Linked DNA regions of Mus musculus: region 2 is linked to region 1. The links are chromatin contacts, called in public Hi-C maps. All regions are on one chromosome and are shown on one strand. Each heading gives the region's core, a stretch centred on a gene start, on an enhancer-like site or on the middle of the called end of the contact. The rest is flanking DNA. Distances are from core to core; before and after follow the strand shown.

What was found. Hi-C and Micro-C count contacts between places; a contact is called where the count stands out from the background.
Region 2: a contact with region 1 is called in a Hi-C map of granulocyte-monocyte progenitors, with 2.3 times the contacts expected there. The contact joins the enhancer-like site here to the promoter of Slc6a20b in region 1. A contact is called at or near these places in 2 of 39 promoter capture datasets (embryonic stem cells and macrophages), 1 of 15 datasets of contacts at CTCF or cohesin (CD8 T cells), 28 of 484 Hi-C or Micro-C datasets (the G1E-ER4 cell line, LSK cells, brain and 11 more), 5 of 115 datasets of contacts at active chromatin or transcription factors (CD8 T cells, the HPC-7 cell line and embryonic stem cells) and 3 of 9 other capture datasets (adipose tissue, liver and pancreatic islet).

The regions. Positions count from the first base shown.
Region 1 is chr9:123,628,470-123,635,099 of GRCm38.p6, reverse strand. It overlaps Slc6a20b (solute carrier family 6 (neurotransmitter transporter), member 20B), which reads left to right and starts at 2,562. Exons shown (of 11, transcript NM_011731.4): 1 at 2,562-2,990. The coding sequence starts at 2,741.
Region 2 is chr9:123,592,594-123,599,230 of GRCm38.p6, reverse strand. Slc6a20b (solute carrier family 6 (neurotransmitter transporter), member 20B) reads left to right here. Exons shown (of 11, transcript NM_011731.4): 8 at 616-820; 9 at 1,845-2,004; 10 at 3,023-3,188; 11 at 4,089-5,408. The coding sequence ends at 4,238. Sacm1l (SAC1 suppressor of actin mutations 1-like (yeast)) reads right to left here. Exons shown (of 20, transcript NM_030692.5): 20 at 6,631-6,637. Among named protein-coding and RNA genes, the nearest start is that of Slc6a20b, 37 kb to the left of the region's middle. Within about 2 kb of position 4,245, at least 13 of the 459 cell types and tissues checked have an H3K27ac peak or open chromatin away from gene starts, as enhancers often do. A contact at or near this core is called in LSK cells and granulocyte-monocyte progenitors, where this site is marked.

The sequences.
Region 1 (6,630 bases), core at 1,313-3,812:
GCATTTCCAGTGGTGAAGAGAAGTCACGTCTGTGGGACAGTTTTACTTATGGAAACAGACAGGTAAGGTCACCATACCATGAAATTCAGATGCTCCTCTGTTCACCCCTCTACAGGCAGTGGAATCTGGGAGCATGGAGCCTAAAAATGAGATAAAATCCGACGCAACAGCCAACTTTATTCGGAGTATCAGATAACTTATACTCTGAGGGTTAAAAAAAGGTCACATAAGTTCTCATGACTTCAAGCTGTTTACAATCACGAAGACAAGCTACATGTGGCAAAAAAAAAAAAAAAAAAAAAAAAAAACCATGTTTTTTCACAGAGGCATATAAACAAACAAACAAAAATAGCCAGTTGTAATGAATAATCTGAAGTAAAATCACTCCTATTGGCTACACCTGGGAGGGTCATGAACGCACATTCCAAAAACAATTCCGTGTTTTGAAGAAACTGAGGTCACGAGATTCTTGTTTCTTAGAGTTTTCTCACAAGCACTCAGTCAGGACTCTTACTGGGCTCTATTCTTAGGTTGTGCTCCCACAATCCTCCACCCACACTGGGGTTACATACTGCTGTACCCACTATAACTCAAGAGCACTCTGAATTGAAAATGCATGTTACACCTACCTTCCTGAACATCAGTCAGGGCAGCAGCAACTCACGGACAAATGACCGTCAGAGGCCATGCGGCTACCAGGATTCTCCACATCTCCAGAGAGTATCCTGCTTCAGACTGCTTCCTCGAAAAGCATTGAAACTCAACTTATAGTTTCTACAGAATTCATTTTACTTTTATATCATTGTAAAGTCAAAAGATCCTAAGCTGACCCAAGTCAGTCAGGCAGCTGTCTACAACACAGTCAAATGAAATAGCTTTACTTTGGTTTCTGTGGATCTTATGTAGAGCAAGATGTTTCTCGATAATTCTCTTGAGATGGTACTAAGTCATATTTCAGACAAATCCTTTGCTGGTTCTAGGCACAATAGCACAATACATATATTGGAGATAGAGAACAGAGTAATTTAGAAAATTTAATAAAATATAAAATTTAAAAAGAGCCACATGTGGTGGTAATGTGTGCCTGAATTCCCACTATTTGGGAGACTGAGGCTACACCTGTTTCAAAAAACAAAACAAACAACAACAAAACCCCATAAAAATAAACAGGAAGATCATTGTTAAGGTCATTGTTAAAAACATAATTATCCATACAATAGCTATAGAATATACATTCTCATCAGCACATTGAACTTCCTCTGAATAGACCATATCTTACTTAAGGCACAAAACAAATATCAAATAATATAATTGTAATTAGGAGTCAACATGAACCAGGTGTGGTAATATATACCGATAACCCCACCTATTTGAGAGGCTGAAGCAGGAAGACTGAAGACCTAGCCTAAGCAAGTAACTTAGCAAACCTCCATCTCAAAATGGAGGTTGAAGCAATGGCTCCATTAAAACAACAACAACAACCAACAGTTCTCTGGCTGTTCTTGCAGAGAACCTGGGTTCAGTTTCCAAACTGCGGTTCACAACAATCCATATTACCAGTTCCAGATATATGTGCATACACATATTTGTATATATTCATGTATATATGAATGATAGATAGAGGTATAGCTATACACAAGTATGAAGGCAAAACACAAAACAAAAATAACTTAAAAAAAAAAAAAGAAGAAGACGCCTGCAACACCAACAACATCAAAATAAAAATTAAAAAAAGTTCTCAAGGCTTTGCAAGCAGAACCAAGGAGTTTGGACTTTCTCATATGGGGAAACTAGAGACTTTGATAATTAACAGTGCACTCACCAGGATGAGCAAATGATTGAAAATTGCATAACCTTCTTAGTAGAATAAGACTATAGAACCCTGCCCACAGCTGTACCCACTTTCTCTCCTTTGTCCAGAGTTCAAGTGACACAGTTTGATGGTCTTTTGTATCCTGTTTCTGGTAGGTACAGTGAAGTTCCCATCCATACGCAGTCATCCATTAGCCAAGGCAGCTTCCTGGGACCACTCAGGTGGGGTTAAGCTGGACTGAATCATCTGTGCGGGGTATCTGGACACCCCAGAGAACTGAGCTTCGTCCCCTTTGCTTCTTAGATACAGTTATCACTGAGGCCCAAGCGATACGTAAATTACAAATCAGACACAATGCTCAGCTCACTGTCTGATACTTGCTACCCTTTACCTGTCAGTTATGCAACTGAGAATCTCTGTCGTTGTGTGTGTAAGGTGGGAACCCAAGATAATGGCATCCTGTTTCACTTAATGGATTTTATTGGTAGCTCAGGATGCACCATAGTGGGAGTGTTTGTACTAGAAAAATTGATAAGTACATAGATCAGAGTTTTTCTGCAGTCTGTAGCTAAACATTTAGCTAAACATTTTCCAGCTCACCACCAGCCTCCAACAGATACAACCAAATTTGTGAATTGTTTTGCAGACACCCTTAACAGCAAGAGGAGCCCAGAAATCCTGAAGTTTGAGAGACAAAGGACACAGAAAGGAATGTGGCCAAAGGTTAGTGGGAGGATCTAAACTGGCCACCTGTGAGGTTGAGGCAGCGAGGGAAGCACTGGTCAAGAAGGGAACCAACACAGAATTGGGGTCGAAAGCTGATTCCAGAGTCCTGGAAAGAAACAGTAGAAAACACAGGGGTTTGGGGGTGGGGCGCGGAAGAGGGCACAGGTGTTGCTCATTCTACAGTGAGAGTTGTCTCAGAAGATGGAATCACCTTCAGCACATGCGGTCTCCCTGCCAGAGGATGAGGAGCTCCAGCCCTGGGGAGGCGCTGGAGGACCTGGTCAGCACCCAGGAAGACCGAGGTCAACAGAGTGTGCCCACCCTGGGGTTGTGGAGAAGGTGCGGCCAAAGTGGGACAACCCCCTGCAGTTCCTACTTGTCTGTATCTCCTATGCTGTGGGCCTGGGCAATGTATGGCGCTTCCCCTACCTGTGCCAGATGTATGGCGGAGGTGAGTACAATGGGCAGGTGCAGCATGTCTGCCTGACTGAGTGCTTCACATCTCAAACTTTCACCTTCCTGGGATCTGGATGAATTATAGGTCTGCTGGATGTCCTCTCCAAATTGCTGACCCAAGCCCCGCACAGAGGGAAGGTTTGGCCTGTGCATCCGTGGACAGTGCTTTTGTTCTGCTATCTAAAACATCTTCAGCTAATTTGAAGTCATGAAGGTTTTCTCTGTTCCTCTTCTAACTCTTTAACCTCTGGGTTGTTCATGTGGAACTATGATCTACTTCCTTTCTTCCTCTTCTGTGCATGAACTGTGATACCAACTAAGTAAGGCTCTTTTGATTCAGTTGTATTGTTTTGACAAAAGGACTGCAGAGCTTATCTGCTTAAATTGAATTATTGAGGTTTGAAGAAGTGATGGAAATGATTGCCACGCACAGGTAAAGGTGACCACACTGCTACCTTGGTATGAGCTTTGAGTTTTCTTTTGGCCCTAGCTAGCAGATAAGCATCCAGGCTCTGTCACAGAGACAAGATGACCAAGGGCCACACCAGATTTGATGTGGTTACTGCTTGATACTTTGGGTTAAAATTGGACTATCTTATGACCTTTGAGTGTTAGAGCATTAACTCCAAACATCTGTGGAAATATGGCCTCTGCTGTAAAGTGTCTCCAGAGAATAAATCACACAGGCCTCAGCCTCCTTTGACATCAAGTTGGTAAAGGGTAAAAACTCAGCCTTTTCAGAGCAAGGGGATTTTGAGAAGCCTCCTGAATGAGAAGGCGGTGCACGGACCCTGCTTGCACACAAGGACAAGCTGGGGTCAGGCTCTGACCATTAATGTGGGTATGTGCTGTCCCCTGCCAACACTTTCACTCTTCCCTCCTTCATGTGGCCACAGAGCTCTGCATAACCTCCGTGACAGCCGCTCTGGGATCTGTGAGCCACCTGAATTCCATAGCTTGGTTTAAGAAAAGGCACTGGATACAACCCAAAGACCCACACTTGAGTAGATTGACCAACACACTCAGAGCAGAATGCCTTACAAACAGTTTAATACCATGCTACGGTCCCTCTGCAAAGTCAGCTCTGAGATGGCTGCTGCTTGTTTCCTGGAAGATAGTGAGGAGAAATGGGCAGGAGGGCAGGAGGGGTGTGCATGTATCTAAACAGGACCTGTGTGTGTGTGTGTGTGTGTGTGTGTGTGTGTGTGTGTGTGTATCTAAACAGGACCAGTAAGGGAGAGGGAAGGACTCCAGGTTGAGCAAGGATAGACAGCCTTAGGACCATCCCCATCCCAGAGAGACAAAGCTGTCATTCTCCCTTCCCCTGTGGCTTGGTCTTTTGACCCTGGGAACTAAGCCCCCCTACATGACTTACTACATTTCTTGGCATCGCTCGCTCATGATTTGAGAAGACCTCTACTTAGGGTCATGGAGGTAACTCACAATTGTAGAGAAGGACTTGGAAGTGGGTATGACTGTGCAACACTCTGAGTGTCCCTTCCAAATGAAGGAACCCTCTCCAACCACAAGTAGCTGATGAGAAACCTAGGTAGCTCCCACTTCCACTAGGAGTAAGGAGACTAGGGGCCTTGGGCTCTGCTGGTGCAGGGTGATTTGATCGTGTATGGCTACCCATTAGAACTAGGGTAGAGAGTTATGCCACAACTCTTAAGCCAAGAGACACTGGACTCCAAGGAACCAAATGTCTTCCAGAGGAGGAAGGGTGAGAGAGGGTAGATTTTCCAATCCTCTGCTTCCTTACTCCATGCTGGGCTCTTGAGCTATGAATAGATGGAGGTAGGGAAAATTTATTTGCTCAGCTTTTTTCTTTCTTGAGCACATAGGAAACACCTGAACTAGTCTTGGAGTTTCCCAGTGTAGAGAGAAGCTTGCTTTGAGTTTGAGGTGGGAGGTACCTGGAACTTAAGTGGAGCTGGTGAGTGAGGTAGCAGGGCAAGTTCTGTCAGTACATAGGAAATCTTTGTTGGCTGCCAAGGGGCTGTAGCGGTTTGCCCAGAACTCACATAGGTACTGATGGAGTCATGGGACAAATGACCCCATACAGTCTAGCTCAGGCTCCCCCATGTTCCTGGTGTATAACTAAAGCTCTCTGCTGGCCTTGCAAGACACTGGTCTGTGGACATCTCAAAGCTGATGGGTGAGTGATCAGGGAAGAAGGTTGCAAGAACACTTACTTAGCTAAGGGCTGCCGGTGGGGTTGCTGAAATCTTGCTTTAAACATGCATGAGGCCCTGACTTCCACTCCTAGCACAGTAACTGTCAATCCATGGAGCTAAAGGCAACTTAGAAGTTTTCCCAATCCTGAGTCTCTAGCACTATGATTACTAGTTCTGGGATGCTCATGAGAATTTTCAGCAGCCTAGGGCCAGGTGCTAATTTAGCTGCTACCACTGACAGCTGTAGGCAAAGAAGGATCAGCCTGCTTGGGTTGCAGGATGGAGATGAGGGCTTCACTGGGACTTAAAGCTGCTTTTTCTGCCTGGCATCTCCAATTTTTTCAATTTATAGAATATCTTTTTCCCTCCTTGCTGCCTGCTTCCATTTCTGCACCATAGTACCATGGGTACCCCCATTTTTGCCCTCACTTTCCAGTTGCTGTGACATAAACAGAAAATTATTCCATATTCTATAATATGGGTGCATGTAAATTATTTGTCCTGAGTGCTTAGATTGTTTACTTACAGATTATTAATTTGAATGGGGAAAATAGGCCAAAGAGAATACTTACTTCAGGTTATTTTGAATGGCGGATCTTATAAGATTAGGAATTCATTAAGGTCACAAGATATTAAAGAATCAATTGTAAAAGCAAATACTATGCCAGGCATGGTGGTGCACACCTTTAGTCCTAGCACACAGGATGCTCCTCCAACTCAGAAGGCAGAAACAAGTTGGTAATCTTGAGTTTGAGGTCAGTTTGGTCTACAGATCAAATTCCAGGACAGCCAGGGTTACTGAGAGAAACTTTGTCTCAAAAAGAAAACAAAGCAAAAACCAAAAAAGAGAAGTGTTCTGGCTTGTCCTGCAGACGGCAGTCAGCAGGGACTCCCCTAGACTGTGTCCTTACCCTTTTGGATTTCTTTTATCCTCTGGTCTAAAGTAAGGAGCACCTGATTAGATTTTTAAAAGCCTGTAATGAGAGATATCAGATATATAAACCAGAAGAGAAGGAAGTCTCCATGGCTACGAGCAGATCCTGCTGTGGGTTTCAGGGCTACATTGACTGGTTCTTGCTGGATGAAGTTTAAGAGGCTGTTTCGGGCACCCACATTTCCTAGCACTTCATAATTTATTCCAAGTGTTGTCAATAAGGGAAGCACCTTCAGCCACACTCGCAGACGCAACAGAGGGGTGCTTATGTGTAGCAGAGTCCAATCACTGTTGTAGAGTCAGGAGAACAAGAAGGGGTTAAGCTCAGAGGCTCTGAAGGCAGACTACAGTGTTCTGAGCACATAACGGGATTCTCCTAGTTTCTTGGTTGCCATGGTTAACAGGGAGTGAATGTATAGTTCTATTTTTCCACCTTGGATACCATCTTAGCCTGGCCTGGTTGCTATGGTTGGGGGATCTTCAGAGGTTGGAAGGTGTGTTACCCAGTAGCCAAGAATGCCCTT
Region 2 (6,637 bases), core at 2,996-5,495, 38 kb after region 1:
GTTTCAACATTACAAATTCAGATCATAACACCTCTCATTCTGACAAACATATCCATTTGAAGAGAGGAACGTGCTAGGTGTTTGCATTCTTACTCATGGTGATTCACCTTCTTGCAGCTTGGTAAACTTCTAGTGAATTCGTGGTTTAATATTCTAGCAGTCCTATGGTTAGTCTGAACCCACCCACTCAGGACCCTTCACTGGTGTCAAAAAACATTTGACTTTAGGCAGAAGTAGCAGGCTCAGCTTCCACAGCAGGTTACAAACAGGAATGTGGCCACCAAGGAACCCTACCAGGTCACGCCCACCACACAGGGCCCATCACACTTTCTCAGTTCTGGCACTGGAAACAAAGACTCAAATACAATTTTGTAATATTTTATCTAAAATGTAAGAGGGATAGGAAGGGGTAATGCAGGGTTCATCACAGTGTGTGTGTGTGTGTGTGTGTGTGTGTGTGTGTGTTGGCTAGCTTTTTTGAGCCAGTATAGTTGATTCTCAGGACCTTGGAGCTGGCCACACCTGTTTCCTTTACTTCAGCCCAGGTCCTGACACTGAACACATTTGTTAAAAAGACTATCAAGGTAATAACTACTATCATTTTACCACTCTCAGGCTGTCCAGGGCACAGGCCTGGCCTTCATCGTCTACACTGAGGCCATTAAAAACATGGAAGTTTCCCAGCTCTGGTCAGTGCTCTACTTCTTCATGTTGCTAACACTGGGTATGGGAAGCATGGTGGGGACAGGAACGGCCATCCTCACCCCTCTGACTGACAGCAAGATCATCTCCAGCTACCTGCCCAAGGAGGCCATTTCAGGTCAGGACACACTGCTGAGGAGGGAGGGTATGGGTGGGCAGGGAAATGTAAGGCAATTGGCAGAATGGTTTCCTCAAGAGCCTTGTGCTTCTAAGCCAACTCCAGAAGCAGGCTCTAGGAGTCTGTGTTCCTGTACTGTGTCCTACTCAGCCCTGGAGATGGACTAGAAACACACCCCATCCCAGGGAAGTAGGGTGGTCGGTCAGCCCACCCTTGGGCAAAGGCTAACTCCCCAGCCTGCACTCAGGTTTCCAGGCTTTGAGAGCCCCCATCTGTTTTTGTTTTAATTGAAGGACAACAGTCATAAACTGTCCATTTCCTAAGGTGAGTCCTGTTCCCAGGCCAGGAGCTCCTTCCACATACTCTCCAGGCAACAAGCCCCCAATCAGATCACCCTTTTCTGACTTCTAATGCTACTTGTGTTTGCCTCTGCTCTTGAAAGGTCATTTACAAAGATACTGTAGGCCTGCTGTCAACACTCAAAACCTGTCAGTGAGATAGCTGCACTGTGCAGTTGTCAGTCCCTGGTCTTGTCTGATAAATCATTCATTGTGAGAGCACATACCACTTCCTCATGCATTTTGACTGTGAGGTTGTTAGTAAAGCCTTTCCCATGATGGCTACCATTAACTTCACTCTCATGCACCCATCCAGGGTCATGAGAATTCTGTGGCCAGACACCTCTGCCTCTGATGATTCTGTAACTCCATATCCAAGATGGGTAAAACAAGATGGGTAATCCAGTCTTCATGTTCTGACCACTCACTGAAAGCTACACTCTCTTTACTCAGACTCTCCTAGCACTTGGCATCCTTCCCGGGACTGGGTCTCTGCAGCCCAGTTGTATATACTGTCCCTAGTTCCTTTTTCCATGAACTGACATCCCCTAAAGAGCAGCTCCTATAGCTCATGTCAGTGAACCTACCCTTTAAAGTACACCTAGGGACCTGTAGCTCCTGCTGGCAAATAATGTGAGATGAGAGTAGGGAGACTCGGAGAGATGAGCAGTGATCTTGTCTTCCAGGTTTGGTATGCCTCCTCAACTGTGCCATTGGCATGGTGTTCACCATGGAGGCTGGGAACTACTGGTTTGACCTATTCAATGACTATACAGCCACGCTGTCTCTGCTGCTCATTGTGCTGGTAGAGACCATAGCTGTGTGCTATGTGTATGGGCTAAAGAGGTAAGGCGACCTCAGACCCTGCCTTCTACATGGGGTAGCTAAGCTGCAGGGCCACACTTATAAGAAAACCATCCTTCCTCAATAGGCATGTCCCTTTTAGATGCCTCTTTGCCTTCAGATCTCATTCATCTCTTGCTTCCTCAGTTGGCCTGCATCCAACAGCCTCTTTCTATTTCCTGTTCTACACTTTTTATCATGGCATGCTTTCTGATCAGGGACTCAGCCTCCAGGCTTAGATACTTTGATCATTGGGGATTTTCAAGAACCCTGTCCAACACTGGGATGTTTTTAGTCTTCCAAGTGATGAAGTATGCATCGGAGCCAAAAATGTCACATAGAGCTTTCAAACTGGTGGCCAATGAAATGAAGATTACAGGACCTCCTTCATTAGGGGTCTGGCTAAAGTCTGGGAGAAAGTGCAATAATTGATATGTCTAGCACTTTCCTTGGTCTTCCGGGGACCACATGCTGAGAACCACTAGTCTAGGATCTTGTTCTTTTAGTCATCCTGTGAGGAGGGGAAGAGAGAGCCCTTCACAACCTCTTCTCTACTGCTCCACTCTACTTGCTCTTCCAAACACAAAGTGCCTGTTCTGAGGCCATCTCAAGGAGGAGTAGAGAATACTTGGACTCATCATCACTAATGGACAGAGTGGGTGGGTGGGCAGAGTGGCAATGTCATCCTTGCCCTGTGGACTGAGGAAACTGGCATCCCCCTCCACCATGCACCCTGGCTCCATCTTCTCCAGGAATTACCCTCAGGTCCACATCAGGAGCCTTCCTATGAAGGCCAACACTGGGGAGATGCCCCATGATCCCTTCCTTCTTGGTCATTCTCCCCTTAGGCAGCATCAGCCCTTTTCTCTTTTCCACAACACCTCCCCCAGGAAAGGAAGGGATCAGACAGGTTCAGGGTCACACTCAAAGATCACTGGTAACCAGAATAGCATCTTCCTAAGTGCAGAGGGTATGGATCCGGAGCCCCTCCCTCCAGGCTCTCCCCCTGTGGTCCAAACAGATTTGAAAGTGACCTTCGGGCCATGACTGGCCGCACCCTCAGCTGGTACTGGAAGGTCATGTGGGCGTTTGTGAGTCCACTGCTCATCGTCGGCCTCTTTATCTTCTACCTGAGTGACTACATCCTCACGGGAACGCTGCAGTACCAAGCCTGGGATGCTACTCAGGTATGTGATGTCCCTGCAGGGCTGAGGAACAGAGCAGAGCCAACAGTGTCACTCCAGAACACAGCCCTTCAGTGTCTGACACAGGAACCATTGCTGTGCTGTGTGTGTGTGTGTGGGGGGGGGGGGAATTACAGGTGACAGATAGCATGGGAGCTTCATCAACATGTTACAGATGCTCAATCTACTACAGCAGAACTGGGCTCTGAGTTTTCAACCACAATGTGTGAAGACCATAAAAGTCACCTCCACAGCATCCCAGTGGAACTTCCCCTAGACAATGAGGACATCCCTGTATGAGTAATGGTTCTTCCTTTGTAAGAGCTTCACCTAAGAGCTTTACATGTGGAAATAGTGCTCTCTATGGGTAAAAGAGAAAAGGTGGGAGTGTTTTTTGTGCATGCTTGCTGTAAAATTAATGTAGGGGGGGTGTAAGGGGTGTGTGTATGGCTGACCTACAGGTCCATTCCTTCCCATGTTACTTTTATTATTGCACTGACCAAAATCCTGACATCATAAATGCAGAGAAAAAATCTTGAGTCATAGTTTAGAAAGGTCAATCCACGATATCTTGGCCTTATTGGTTGGGCAGAGTGTCATGCCAACAAGAGCGTGAAGCAGCCTTTTTCTTCACTTCCTGATAGAAAACAGGGGAAGCCTCCAGACACCAGATAACCCAAGAATCAGTCCCCAGTAACATGCTTCCCCAGATAGAGCTTACTTCCTATCATTTCCAGAACCTTCCAAAGTGGAAGCTAGCAGCTGGAGAAAAAGCACCTGAGTCTGGAGGGAAGCGTTTCATATTCAAACCTAAACACCGACTCCCACCATTTCTCTTCCTTGTCTGGAACAGAGGCTGGAGTTGCCTCAGCTAGTGAAGGCTTCTCCTGTCTTTTTTTGCAGGGCCACGTGGTGACTAAGGATTATCCTACATACGCACTAGCTGTCATTGGGCTTCTGGTAGCCTCCTCCACCATGTGCATCCCTCTGGTAGCCCTGGGGACTTTTGTCACACGCCACTTCAAGATCAGAGAACAGTTTTCTGCAGCCTGAGAACTGGAGGTCCCACAGACTTCCTGTCAGTCACTGTTTCACAGCCACTCCCTATATATCCAGCAGTGGGAGGTCTACAGCTGCTTTTTAAAGCCACAAGTATTTTCTGCTTCCTGAATCTGCAAGGAAAATTAAATTCTCTGTATTAAATTGTAGGCTGACAGAAACCTAACTCTGACCATAAATGCTGAGGCTTTTACCCTTTTGTTTTTGTTTTCAAGACAGGGTTTCTCTGTGTAGCCCTGGCTGTCCTGGAACTCACTCTGTAGATCAGACTGACGTTGAACTCAGATCTACGTGCATCCCAAGTGCTGGGAATAAAGGTGTGCACCACCACTTCCCAACAGCTTTTATTCCTCCTCTTCCATGACGTATACTTTTGTTGTTAAAATTTATACCATTTGTATTATATAGCTCATAATAGATATAATTTTTGATCATTTTGATCTTTAGCTCTCATTCTTTACACACCACTACTACAGTCATGATATGCTAGACCACAAATTTACCTCTAACATTGCTTTTTTTGGTTGAGGTAGAGTCTTGGTATATATGGACCTCAGGTTGGTCTGGACCTATGCATTCCAGGTTAGGCTAGAATCTGTGATCTTCTAGCCATAGCCTCCCCATACTAGCACAACAGGTCATGTGCCACCAGGCCAGGTATATACGTTTTAGAACATTAATTATCCTTTTGTTTTTGTTTAAACCATTCCTTTGCAGAGGGGGTGGGTAAATGGGGAGGGAGCAGCCGATGCCAGCCTGGGTTCAAACACTCTCTTACTTCACCCATCCAGTATTTCTTGAAGCATATTGTATTCTTGACTGACAGGTTTCTTTCTTTTAGTAGTCTGAATGTACAGATAAATCCATTTTTTACAATCTAATGGATATTCCTTTATATGTGACTAGACTCTTGCTAATAGAGAAGGGGAAAATGAGCTGTAGACCAAACAATACAAAATAGAGATGTGGGGGAAAAACCTGGAGTGCTATATGCAACACAAAACTGTTAGGATTTTTTTTAACTAAATCTGATTTTACTATTAAGAACAACTGTGTGGGATGACGTAGTAATGCCCTGGTATACTACACATTTATTACGTAACTTCTTATAACTATGTTGTGAACCTCAAATACAATACATTTTATTAAAAATTAAGTGTGGAAGCCGGGTGTGGTGGTGCACGCCTTTAATCCCAGCACTCGGGAGGCAGAGGCAGGTGGATTTCTGAGTTCGAGACCAGCCTGGTCTACAAAGTGAGGTCCAGGACAGCCAGGGTTATACAGAGAAACCCTGTCTTGAAAAACAAAAAAAAAAAAAAAAAAAAAAAAAATTAAGTGTGAAGACCTTCCTCCCAGTGCCAGCCCTGAAGATCATGTGTAGCCTTTTTTCCATCAATGGATACCGGCTTTAAAGGTTGAAGATAGTGATTGATTCTCTAAGTCTTAAGACTGGGACTTTGCAATCTGGTTCTTGCTGACAAGATACCCACATGTTACAGAATGGTAGCTGTTAGATCAGTTTAAGTTTTTAGGTCTATGAGGTGATGTGAAGATGCCAGGAGCAAATTCAACCTTACAGTTACCTGTCATACCGGGATCTAGCTGGGACTCTTTGAGCACGCACACACATATTGATGTGTGTGCACAGTTCAACTCTAAATTGAGAATCAGAGTTTTGATTTTCAACTCACACTGCCCTAGACTTGTCCAAAATGAGTACTACAGGAAAATTGTGTCATTTCTGAGCAAAGGCTTCTTTCTGTCAGGAAAACTGAGAGTGTCCCAAGAGAAGTTAGCGTCACTGTTGTGAGAGCCAAAGTATAGCTAGGGAGCAGAAAAGCAGCCAACTCTGCAGGGTACACAGGAAGGAGGAGAAATCTTATAAATTAAAAACAAAAAACAGTCATTGAGATTTAAAGGTCACTTGACATCACATACCAGGCTGACCTCTCAGTCTATTACCCAAAATTGATCATGGATAGAATGAGACCTGAAGTGACAACTGTCAAAACTTGTCCTTGGAAGCGAGCACAGAAGAAAATACATACTATTTTCCCATTCATTGGTTACAATCTGTAGCAATTACTCACCCATACTTCCTTATCACCCTGCAACCTGTATCTCTTTGAAACAAATTATAATTTGAAAGTACAGATAATTTTATGGATATTAAACATCACTAAATGTTATATATTACTAAATGTTGCCTTAGCCTTATCTATAAAAAAACAAAGCTATAAAAAGTGTCTAAGGTGATTACTGGAAAACAGTTTAGAAGTTATTTACCTTGTTTACTTGTAGTGACTAGTATTTCTATAATGATCAAACACTGCTTTAAGATTAAAAAAAAAACACGATAAAAACAGAGAAACAGTACCAACAGCGGTTAGAAA